Linked DNA regions of Oryctolagus cuniculus: region 2 is linked to region 1. The links are chromatin contacts, called in public Hi-C maps. All regions are on one chromosome and are shown on one strand. Each heading gives the region's core, a stretch centred on a gene start, on an enhancer-like site or on the middle of the called end of the contact. The rest is flanking DNA. Distances are from core to core; before and after follow the strand shown. Region 1 holds the start of JAG1 (jagged canonical Notch ligand 1). Region 2 has its middle 610 kb from the start of BTBD3.

Evidence for each region. A called contact is a pair of places that touch in the nucleus more often than the background predicts.
Region 2: a contact with region 1 is called in a Hi-C map of an unstated tissue, with 2.5 times the contacts expected there. The contact joins the enhancer-like site here to the promoter of JAG1 in region 1. A contact is called at or near these places in 3 of 6 Hi-C or Micro-C datasets (ear pinna, psoas muscle and an unstated tissue).

The regions. Positions count from the first base shown.
Region 1 is chr11:35,595,990-35,601,661 of mOryCun1.1, forward strand. JAG1 (jagged canonical Notch ligand 1) reads right to left here and starts at 2,801. Exons shown (of 26, transcript XM_002710971.5): 1 at 2,304-2,801; 2 at 1,578-1,883. The coding sequence starts at 2,384.
Region 2 is chr11:36,238,255-36,243,926 of mOryCun1.1, forward strand. No RefSeq gene overlaps it. Among named protein-coding and RNA genes, the nearest start is that of BTBD3, 610 kb to the right of the region's middle. Within about 2 kb of position 2,942, at least 1 of the 8 cell types and tissues checked has an H3K27ac peak or open chromatin away from gene starts, as enhancers often do.

The DNA.
Region 1 (5,672 bases), core at 1,551-4,050:
ACCTGCAGGCCCCTTCCCCCTAAACTCCAAACACCAGTTCAAGGGCAGTCAGCATTCACACGCGGCTTGGGCCCAGCCAGATTTAAAGGTGGCCAACTTCTGTAGCTTAAAGTTCTCCCTAATAAGGGATTAACAAACAAGATAAACAGTCTTTGTAAAAGTGAAATCCCGCAGCAGAAAACGCTTTCAGAGCTCAGAATTCCACACGCAGCGCGGCGCGTTGTTTATCCACTAATACACATCTAGTGCGACCCATTCCAGGGCATGTTTTTGATTACTGTCTGATGTCACTCAAAGCAGAGAGCATTTCAGAACGCCGGCTCCTGGAAGTGTGGACGTTAACGGCCGCCTTAAGTTTCACGCACACTCTGCCCTCCGCTCCCACAGTTGCGGAGCCACAGCCCCGGCCGGCGGATAGGAGGCAGCAGAGCGCATCCCACCAGAGCACGTGGCGAAAAGCAACCCTCGGGGGCGCCGAGCTCCCCTCCCACCACCCACCCGCCCAGCCCCGGCCCTGGCAATGAGTCACGCCTCCTGGACAGCGGGAGCCCGGCGCAGGGCACACCCCCAACATTTCCCTTTCCTCCCCTTCTGCAATCGCACCCATCTTCCTTCCACCCATTTTGAGATGTTGTAAGGGCCTTGCTGCAGCTTTGCCAGCTGGGCCCGGGCCTCGAGCTCCTCTGGGATGATGGCGGAGGGAGGGGTGGGGGTGGGGGGGAGTTGAAGGTTCACGCACTCGCGCTGCAAGCACTACCTCTAGCGAGCCGCCCCTTGCAAAACCCTTGGCAAGGCCTGCGAACTTTCTGGGGACCGCGCGCCCGCCGGACGAGGGCGTGTGCCCGCCCTTCCCGGGGAAGTTTGCAAACACAGCTGTTCCAGGGCCCGGGAACCGCTGGAAGTGAGGCCACAAGGGCTTCGCCGCGCGGGGGCGGGGGCAGGAAGGGGCCGGCAGGGGGCGGGGGTTCCCGGGCCTGCAGCCCGCGGCGGCCGCCCCCAGGCCCCTCATGCCTCGCCAGGAGAGCGCCCCCGCACCCACCGAGATTTCCAGGGAGCAGCGGGATACGGGCTCCCCCTGCCCCCCAACACACACACACACCCTCCAGGAAGGACACACCCGCCCTCCCGGCCGCTCACGGGAAAAGGGAGAGTGCCAATTTGGACGGCGTTCACAGCCCAGAGCTGCGTCGGCTCGCCCTCCGCGGCGCACCGGGTTTAAGCGGTGAAGTGAATAGATCACCTCCAGGGACCTCCTGGCTCCAGGGGCACGGGGGTGGGGGCCTGTGTGGACTCGGGGACCAGTCGAAACCGGCCTTCCCGGGAGCGTGGCAATCGTTACCCCTTCTGGGGGTGCCCCCTTGGGCGCGCGAGGCAAACACCAGCGGAGATGGGACCCCAACCCCGCAAGTCTTAACTCTCCGAATGGAGTCTCCGCTGCCGGATCCGCCGCCCCGAAAGCCGCGCGCAGGCGGCGCAAAGTTGCAAGGCAAGGGGCTTTTACCTCCGTCCCGCAAAGGCCACGCGGGGCCGGGCGCGCGCGCGCGCCGAGCCCGTGGCGCAGAGAGGGGGCCACTCACCGGCCAGGCGAAACTGAAAGGCAGCACGATGCGGTTGCGGTCGTTGCCGCGGCTGGCTTTGAGGTTGAAGGTGTTGCCCCCGATGACAGGCGTGGACCCCGAGCCGAAGCTGCAGGGGCCCCCGGCCGTGACGCGGGACTGGTACTCCTTGAGGCACACTTTGAAGTACGTGTCACACTCGTCGCGGGTGCACTTGCGGTCCCCCGGGTTGCGGGCACCTCCGCAACAGTTCCCGTTCTGCAGCTCCCCGTTCACGTTCTGCATGGACAGGATCTCCAACTCGAACTGACCCGAGGCGCCGCACACCTGCCGGCGAGCGAGGGAGGCAGGTCAGCGCGGGAGAAAGTTGTTTTCTCGGAGGGTGGAGGCGGCGACTCCCAGCCCGCCCGCCCGCCCGCCCGCCCGGCGAGCCCTCGGCGCCAAGTGAAAATAATTCTGGAAAACTGGCTTCGAGGGCCCAACGTGATTCTGGGGAAGCAAAACGCACAAGTGCGAGGGGAGGGAAAAAAAAAAAAAATCCGACTACGGCCCGGGGAATGTGCCCCCGGCCCAGCCCGGGGCTCCCCAAGGGGTAGCAGGAGCGCTCCCGTCCAGGCGCAGCCTCTCGGGCTCGGGGGGCCGGGCACCCACGGGCTCGTCTCGTCGCCCGCGTCCGGGGCGCCCACGAGGGTAAGGGGTGGGGTGGGGGGGTCGGCCAGGAGGGAGGCCCCGGCGCGAGGCTCCTACCTTGGCTCGCAGGGCACAGAGCAGGGCGAGCAGGAGGCTCAGGGGGCGCCCGGGCCGGCCGCGCGTCCGTGGGGACCGCATCGCTGCGCCGCGCGCCGCGCGCACTGGGGACGCCGCCGCCGCTGCTGCTGCCGCTGCTGCTGCTCGCGCTGCTGCTGCCGCCGGTGCTGCCGTCGCCGCTGCCCCCGCGGCCGCCGCGTCCCGGCTCTAATATACTCCGCCGATTGGAGCATGCACGACTGGAAAACAACACCACTTTTCAAAAGCCCTTTCAGGAGCGGCCCGTTCCAGAAGGCGGAGAGCCCGGCCTCCTTTTATTATTCTGATCGCTTCTTTGAGGCGCTCCCCCTCCTCTTCCACCTCCCGGCTTTCTTTCCTTCGCTCACGCTCCCCTTCTTTTATTATTATGGTTATGCGCAGCCTTTTATTCCCTTTCAGATCAGCTGCATGGGAAGGGGGGGGAGAAGAAGGAGGGAGGAGGAAAAAAAAAAAAAAAAACCCGAGCCTAGCTCGCCGGCCGGCCGGCTGCAGGTAACACAATGACGCGTGCCCGCCTGGCTCTCGGAGAGGGACCCGGAGCGCCGGTCTGGGAGCCGCGGCTCGCGCTGGCCACCTCTACCCAGCACGCGCGGCAAGGCGCATGCGCGCTTATGAATATTCATGAGGGGCCGTGAGTTCTTGGGACACGCCCCTTCCCTCCTGGTGGACGGGGAGGGGGCCGGCGCGGGGAGGAACTTGGAAGGGGCCCGGGGCTCGTGGACGTCCAGGGCCCCCTCCGCAACCCGTGTCCACGGGAGCGCCGGGAAGGGAGAGCGCGCAGCCGCTGCTCCGGGGCGCCGCGGGCGCCCCCCGCTCCTCCACGGGGACCGCGCCCCGGGCCCGTCGGGGCCCCAGGTGTAGGCGCCGCGGTGCTGCCCGAGCGGCCGGAGCGGGACAGCTTCCGCCTTCCGAGCCGCCTGCGTCAGCTGCGGCTTTCGCCCCTGGAGGAGGGCCTGGCCGCCGGGAGCCCGGCCCGCTTCCCGGGAGCGAGCGAGCCGCCCAGAGCGCTCGGCTGGCGGCGGCGAGGCTGGCGCGCTTGCCGCCGTCTGCTCGCCCTTGCGGAGGCGACCTGGGCTTTAGACGCGGCTTGGGAACTTTGGAAAAAACTTGCCCGGAGCCAGGCTGGCCGCAGACTCGAGGGGGAGGCCTCGGCCGCGCCCCTCCCCCTCCCAAATCCGAGTCTGCGGAACCTGCGAGGGCTGCGGGCTTCCTTTGCTAACCGCGGCGAGCGGCGGGCCAGCCGGAGTCCGGTTCAGGCTGGACGAAGGGCTGGCGGAGGTGGAGGTGGAGGTGGGCTTGCACACCTTCCGCGCCGCGCCGCCGGGACCGCAGTGCCCGGTTTGCACCTGTAGGCGGCCTCCGAGCCGCTCGCTGGGTGGCAGGCGGTGGGCCTGGCAGGCACCGTCTCACCGCCCAAGCCGGCCCTGGACTTGGCTTTTCTGGGGGCGGCGGTGGGCACCGATGCTAGGCTCGCCTTGGCAGTGAACAGACGACGCTTTGGGTCGTAAACAAGGGCAAAGGGAACCCTGAGGCTGGGTGAAGACTCAGCCGAGCCCTCTCCCTGTGGATTTGCTGCTGCGCGTGAGGGGAGCTGTTTGGGGAAGCATGGATTTCCCTCGCAGGAAAGTACATCATGAATTCTCAGCCCACTGGACGGTGGATAAAGAATTAGCTTGCACTGGGCATGTGCTGCCAAAATGCCTGATGATTCGGCGGCCAGTTTGGGGCTCGACCCTCCTGGGCTGTGAGGCGTGATGGGTGGCGGCTATAGGGTCAAGGGAAAGCAGTTTCCAACGTGCTGAGTTACTGAAAGAACAGCGGGTGGTCTGTAGTTACCTACTTCCTACGTTTGATGGGGAGCTCGACGTGCACAGTGCCCGATGTCATCTTTATGGGGAATCAAGCAAGGCACTCCTTGACATTGATTCGAGTCTAGGAAGGATGGTGAGGAATCTGCATGTAACAGCCAAACAGAAAAACAAGATGTGCTTAAGAACGGTGCTTTTTTTCATGGTTGAAACGTCCCATCTCGATCGATCCTGAGAAAATGAATCCGTATTTTGGAAGGGTTCATCACTGGTCATGTTAGCAGATGGCAAAGGCAGCAAAAACTTGGGTATTTGGATGTGCCCCGCCCGCCTCCCACCAGTTGTCCCAGATGCATCCAGTTGTTAAGTGCAATCCCAACTAGCTTTGACCGAAGTTTCCAGAAATAGCAGTCTCCCCCACTTCCTATCCCCCAGCTCACTTCTACACCCAGAACCCCTATGTTAGAGCGCTAGTACAAAATGTGCTGGGGGGAGGGGGGAGAACAAATCACAAAGAAAGCTGCTGTGGTCCTGAAATGCACATTCTTTGCATTTTAAGGAAATGCATGGTTCCTTCTGAATGCAATTCTGTACCTACGCTTCTCAGGAAGTAGGGAATGGAGCCTTGTGTTTAGTTGAAGAGTGTATACCCAGCCACCTGGCTTAGCCTGGGAGGCCGCCTTGGATAGCAATCTTGAGTTACCTGTAAACCGAGGTCAGCTCCAGTCTAGCGGTGATTTAGCCTATTTGACTAATAGGAAACAGAATATGGATTTCTCAGAGGTTAAAAACCACCTGATTTATCTTAACAGGAATGTCAAGTCAGTAATAAACTCTCAAGGCAAATAGTACGGAGTTCTCTTTCTGAGCCTGGGAACTCACTTTGAGGGAAGGTAGTTGCGGATTTGCGGGGATTCTTTTGAAAATTTTCTGTTGGGGCTCTTCCAAGTAATTGGGACTCCCCCAAAAAAGCCAGTCACGTTTGTGGCAACAGATGCTGAAGGGGAGCTCTGACCTGTCACTTCCTCACAGCCAGTTCTCAGCCTCCCTCCCTGGAGAATGAGGAACTGCCGCTGAGGTCAGCCGTGGAGATCCCCGTCACCTAAGCTGCCTGTGGGTAAAGGCTTCCACGTGTGGGTGCGCATCACGTCTCCACCTGAGAGTCGGGGAGAGGCCTGCCTCGTGTGCTCACATCATAACCATCCTCGAATACCTTTCTCCTTCGATTCTAAAAGAAAGATACCTCATTTTCCTTTTTTCACCAAACTTGCCCCGCCTTTACTCAGTATTCACTGACAGCAATCCTGAACCTCCAAAGGGCTTAACAAGAGATATTCAAGCTACATTAACTGTATTTAAATAATATAAGCAACTGGAATTTTTAATCCAAAACAAAAATCAGCTAATCAATATTTACTGAAAACTGTCATTCACATAGGAACATAGCTGATGTAAAAAATATGCTGAGTGAAATAAGCCAGATACATCCTGAATAAACCCACTTCTATGAAGTTTTGAAACA
Region 2 (5,672 bases), core at 1,692-4,191, 640 kb after region 1:
TTGGAGAGATTCTCTATATGGTGGACAAATGTGTGTGTGTGTGTGTGTGTGTGTGTGTATGGAGAAAGAGAGAGAGAGGGACAGAGAAAGAGAGAGAGATAGGGTGTACCTCTTGGGCTGAGGAGTAGTCTGCTGTGTTGTGGTGGGTTCTGTTTCCACAGAGACAGGACCCAAAACTACCATAGGATATACTCTGGTTCAAGATGCAGTGTCAGGGTGCTCTATTGAGAATCTTAATTGTGCTTGCTCCTCTGCTAAAGTAGAGTCCACCACAGTTCCATGGCAAATAGTTTCTTTTAGGGGAGTATAAGAAGCAGAGTTGGAGTGGTGCTGTGGCTAAGTGGGTTAAGCCATGGCTTGGGATGCCCACAACCCATAATGGAGTGTCTGGGATCAAGTTCACCTCTACTTCTAATCCATCTCCCTGCCAATATGCCTGGGAAGGTAGCAGATGATGGTTCAAGGGCTTAGATCCTGCCACCCTTGTGGGAAACCTAGATGGAGTTTCTGGCTCCTGGCTTTGGCTTGTCCCACCCTGATGGTTGAGGGCATTTGAGGAGTGCACCAGCAGATGAAAGATCTCCTTTCTTCTTTCACTTTCTATCACTCTTCTTTAAGAAAGATTCATATATTTATTTGAAAGGTAGAGTAACTCAGAGAGAGACAAAGGGGGGAGAGATAGATATATATATAGAGAGATCTTCCATCCATTGGTTCACTCCTCAAATAGCTGCACCAGTGGTCAGGGCTAGGCCAATCTGGCCAGGAGCCAGGAGTTTCATCTGGGTCTCCCATGTGGGTGCAGGAGCCCAAGCACTTGGGTGTCTTCTGCTGCTTTCCCAGGCACATTAGTAGTGAGATGAATCAAAAGTGGAGAAGCTGGGACTTGAACCTGCACCCACATTGGATGCTGGCACTGCAGGCTGTGGCTTTAGCTGCTACACCACAGAGCTGGCCCCATCACTCTTCTTTTCAAGTAAATAAATAAACTTTTTAAAAATCAAAAAGAAATACATCTACAGGAACTATGGGAGATGGAAAGTGAGATAATAAAAGGAAAGCAGTGCATGAAGAGTGTTTTATCAGGACCTCAGACTTACTAGGAGCTGCTAGACAGTGGTATGAGGTGACTGACTCAGATTTACCCTACCAAAGTGGCAAAGGAACTTGGATTTGCATAAATTGACTCCTATCACTCATTCACCTAGGGCTGCTCGCAGGGAATTTAAATTTCTGGTCTGCCAGGAATGGCTAATCTGTAGAAAGCCCTTAGGCCAAAAGGAAAGTTGGGTTTCTGTACCCTGAAGAAGTAAGGACAAGGGATAAGATTAGGGTACCCGGTGGGATCTGCTGCAACCAATCCTCAGGGCTGTAACCACTCACTTAGGCTGCCATACAAGTAGCCTTCCCTGGTTTTGCAGCCAGCATCTTTTCTCTGTTGCTCCAATTCCATTTCTGTTCTATTTGCAGTGCAGGAAGAACACACGCTCCTCGACATCAACGCCTGTGCACTACCCTTACCCTTTAGCAGACCATACCATCTCCACAGTGCAAGTAGTGTAGATAGCAGTGAGAATTTACCATGAGTTCATCAATGTCAAAGATTCTCTGGGGAATGGAAGCCAAGGAAAATGACAGTTTCTAGCTCAAAGTCCAATTATCTTCCATGTATAATCACTTCTGTATAAAGATTAGCAGCATCTTTCCCAGATATCACCAGCCAATATTTTTCTCTTTTTCTGTCTCCATTAGATAATATGTCCAAGATGTTCATGTCCCAAACAACTTAACCAAAGATGCTCTCTTCTTGGCAGGCGATGCAGGTGTCATACAACTGAGTTAAAACATTTTCCCCCGAGTTAAAATTTTGATATAATTCAAACATTGATCTGAGGGGCAATTATATATGAGTGAACTTTAATTAGACTATGAAATGAAGTGTGTGTGCAAAAACATGCACACACACACTTCCATGGAAATGATGACCCGGTTTTAACTCTAGTGGTACAAGCGAAGCTGTTGTAAGGCAGGAATGACTTCATCAGGAAATCAGGAAATCCTCATTCAAACTTCCAAATATACAAATAGATGCCTTTTATTCTGCTGTGAATCAAAATGATGCCACGTCCTGTAATTAAGGATGTTATTGACCAGGTTGAAAGGGAGCCAACCTTGTCCTGCTCCTGTTACTATGGCAGTCATGTCGAAGTTCAGCATCTTAAGGCTGATGATCACCTTATTTGGCCAATTTTCAGGAGTTCTATTTCCAGATTTATTTTGAGACAACAGAATTTTCAGTAAGTCTTTACCTTAAATTAGGAGTCATATTAATTTCAGGAGGCCAGATACTCTAGGCAGATGATTTGCATACTCTCGGCAGATTAATTGTATAAGCAAAAATAAAATAGAGAGTAATAGCTGTCAAAAACTAAATTTTAACATAGCAACTTGAGCTAAACTGTCATTGAGTCAAAGAGTTTTTTAAAAGTTGTCACATGCAAATACATGTAATTTATAATGGCTTCTTATTTCTTTCCTGAAGAAATCCATATCTAATCATTAGTCTTTCTAATTATTAACTTCTCAAACTGACCAGGGAACTTACTCCTGGGGGTTCTACACAGGGGCAGGATAAAACAGTCTGCTGAAACTGCCCAGGGAGAGGAGCAGAGCACTGGCACATTTGGAGCAGTAACATACATGCTTCTGACACCAGCGGCTCTGCTCTCATAGACACAAAGAAGGCAGCATGCTACACCCTGCGGCAAAGAGCCTGCGTGCAGTCTTCTCCTTGGGATTTCAGAAGGGGAGCCCTGCCCAATTTTCCCAGCTGCAGGAAAGAAGAAATCACCCTAAATGCTGAGATAATGCCTGAACTTGCAATGCCTTCTGTCCTGCCTTCCAGTCCACCCCCATCAAATTCTACCTTTGTTTTAGGCCATGACTCATGACCTACCCCTCAGTCATCTGTGACTCATAGCAGAGGCCAGATAAACCCAACACTGCACAGCAGGGGTGGGAGAGCTGCAGTGCTTTTTCCTTTCTTATTATTTTTTTGCCTAGTGAGAAAAGTTGGGTCAAATGGTCAAGTGGTGGGAATCGTCTCTGTAGGCCTTTCCCCCCTCAATTCCTTTGCCTTTAATTTGGGGGGAATTCCTGCATTGGGTTGGAGATTTAGCTGAGTATTCTCTTTCGTGGTGACTCAATGTTACTGTGGTTCATGTTTTTACTATAGGGAAAAAAATCTAACCTTCATTGATTGAAGCAAGATCTCCTATTTATATTTTCTTCTTCTATTCCTGTGTATTCTTGCTGTTTTGAAAACTTCTTCGCAGCTGCTCCCATGAAGGTGAGAATTCTTTCCCCACTTCTTAAAACTGGGTTTGGATATGTGGCTTGCTTTGGCCAACAGAATTTTGCACAAGTGATGCAGGGCGAAGGCCTTAAGAGGTCATGCATTCCCCTGCTCCCCCTTTGGCTCCTCTGTTTTTCTGTGATAACAGCCTCAGGCTGGCCAATTGGAAGATGTCAGCCACGTGCAGCAGAGCCAGGTCACCTAGGCATAGGCCATACCAGACTGCAACTAATCCACCCATTGACTACAGAGCAATGAAACCTGCTAACCCTGGTCCAACTGGCACAACTGCTCCAATACTCAGCTGAGCCGTAGCTTCATGGACAATCAAAAACAAAAAACAAGTTACAGCTTTTAAGCATCTAATACTTGTGGTAATAATTAATACTACCTTTCTGCATTTTAACTCAACTGTGTTGTAGCTTAAACAACAGAAATTTAGTTTCTCATGGCTCTGGAGGGCAGACGTCCAAAATGCCAAGGTGTTGGCAGGGCTGGTCTCGTCAGGACCTCTGTCCTTGCTGTGAGGATGACCATTGTTGCCCTGTGTCTTCACATGGCCTTCCCTCTGTGTCCAGTCTTCCTGGGCAGGTCCCACTCTAATGGCCTCATTTGAATGTAGTTACTGATTAAAAGACCGTATCTCCAAACACTGTCACATTCTGAGGTACTGCGGAGGAGGACCTCAACACATGAATTTTGGAAGGCATAATTTAGTTCCTAAGAACAATTTATGCATTGCCTGTTGTCACATTCCTAAAATACAAATGTGATAATATTACTACCTTGCTCCAACTCTTTCTATGGATCTGAATTGTATATACAAATATAATAAAGTTTCATTATTCCTCACTCTTGCTTCCTCTCATTCTACCATCATCTTAACCCAATATCTAAAGCTATCACAAACTTGTTTCTTCTATATCTCTATGACCCATACATATCTGCTACACACAGAGATCTAACGTCTTGCCACTCATCCAATCCTTCCCTAGGTGTAGAATGGCTTTTCCCACAGTAATGTTTGTCAAAATCTCTCTCAATTCCTATAACCTCCAGAAATTCTTCCAGTGTAGTATGCCAAGCAGCGGTAATCCTTTTCAAGTATCCCAGCATTGTTACTGAACTTTTAAAACAATACTTCTGAAACCATTTTGCTGATCAATATTTCTGAAATGAATAAGCATGTGGATTCTTGCCACGAATTCGGAGAAGAATTCTGAATATTGGCTCTAATAAACCAGACGGCATGGTAAATTTTAAGGATTTTATTCAGTGAGAGAAATGCATAGGGGAGTGAGGGCTCTATCTAATGGAGAAGGGGAACTCTAGATCTACACCAAGAGGAGAGCAAGCCAGGAGCCACGTACAGCAAGTGTTTGGTTATGTGTAGCGACAAGCAGCTTAGCACGGGTAGCAAAGCAGAGAACAGAGAGAGCGAGTCGCCCCCGAAGGCACAGAGCAACAAACAAGGACAACAAAGAGTAATAAGGGCGAAGAAGGGAAAAAAAGAGCTGGGCCTACCATGTTCCAGGCCTTTTAACCACTTCCAAAGGGGCATGGTTACATCTGATGGGCAGGTGAGCATACAGTTGGGGTCAGGTAGGGGAATGAGATCACACAGGGGTGTGGTGAAGGCATGGTCTCCCAGCTCACAAACCTAATCAATGCTATCCTATCTGCCTGCCTACATCACTTCTGTATATGTGGTAAAGACCACTCTGATTTCCCTATTACCTTTTCCTGACATACAGCTTCCCTTGCAGCTAAGTGGGGACATGTGACTGGCGTTTTGGCCAGCATGCTATTAATGTATGGCAAATCTCCTCATTAGCTCTCAGCATGCTATTAATGTATGGCAAATCTCCTCATTAGCTCTCAGAAGTATTTAGTGCCTTTCTCCTGTTCTGATATATATTGTGTGAATCATTTCCAAAGCTCCCTTCTTTCTGGATTCAGGATAGTTTCAGCCAAAGGAGAAACTAACTGAAAAGTGCAAGATGGAAAAAAGTGGGAGCCAAGATATTTATCTTTTTCTGCTTCCTCTGATATCGCTGTAAGGAGTCACAGATCCTCCATGGCTCAGGGTCAACTGGACGAGATCCTATTACAAATTTGCTCCTGTTGGGTACTCCAGGCTTCTAGACTTTAGTAAAAATACCACATCTCTCATCGTGACCTAAGCCCTGGGGTGAAAGCGACATCCTGGTGTTGCTCAGATTGGGTGATTTCTCTGGCCGTTGTTTGACATCTATGGCAACACAAACCATGAGACGTGCCTGAAACAGGCATGCAGAGAGCAACCAAGCTAGAGCAC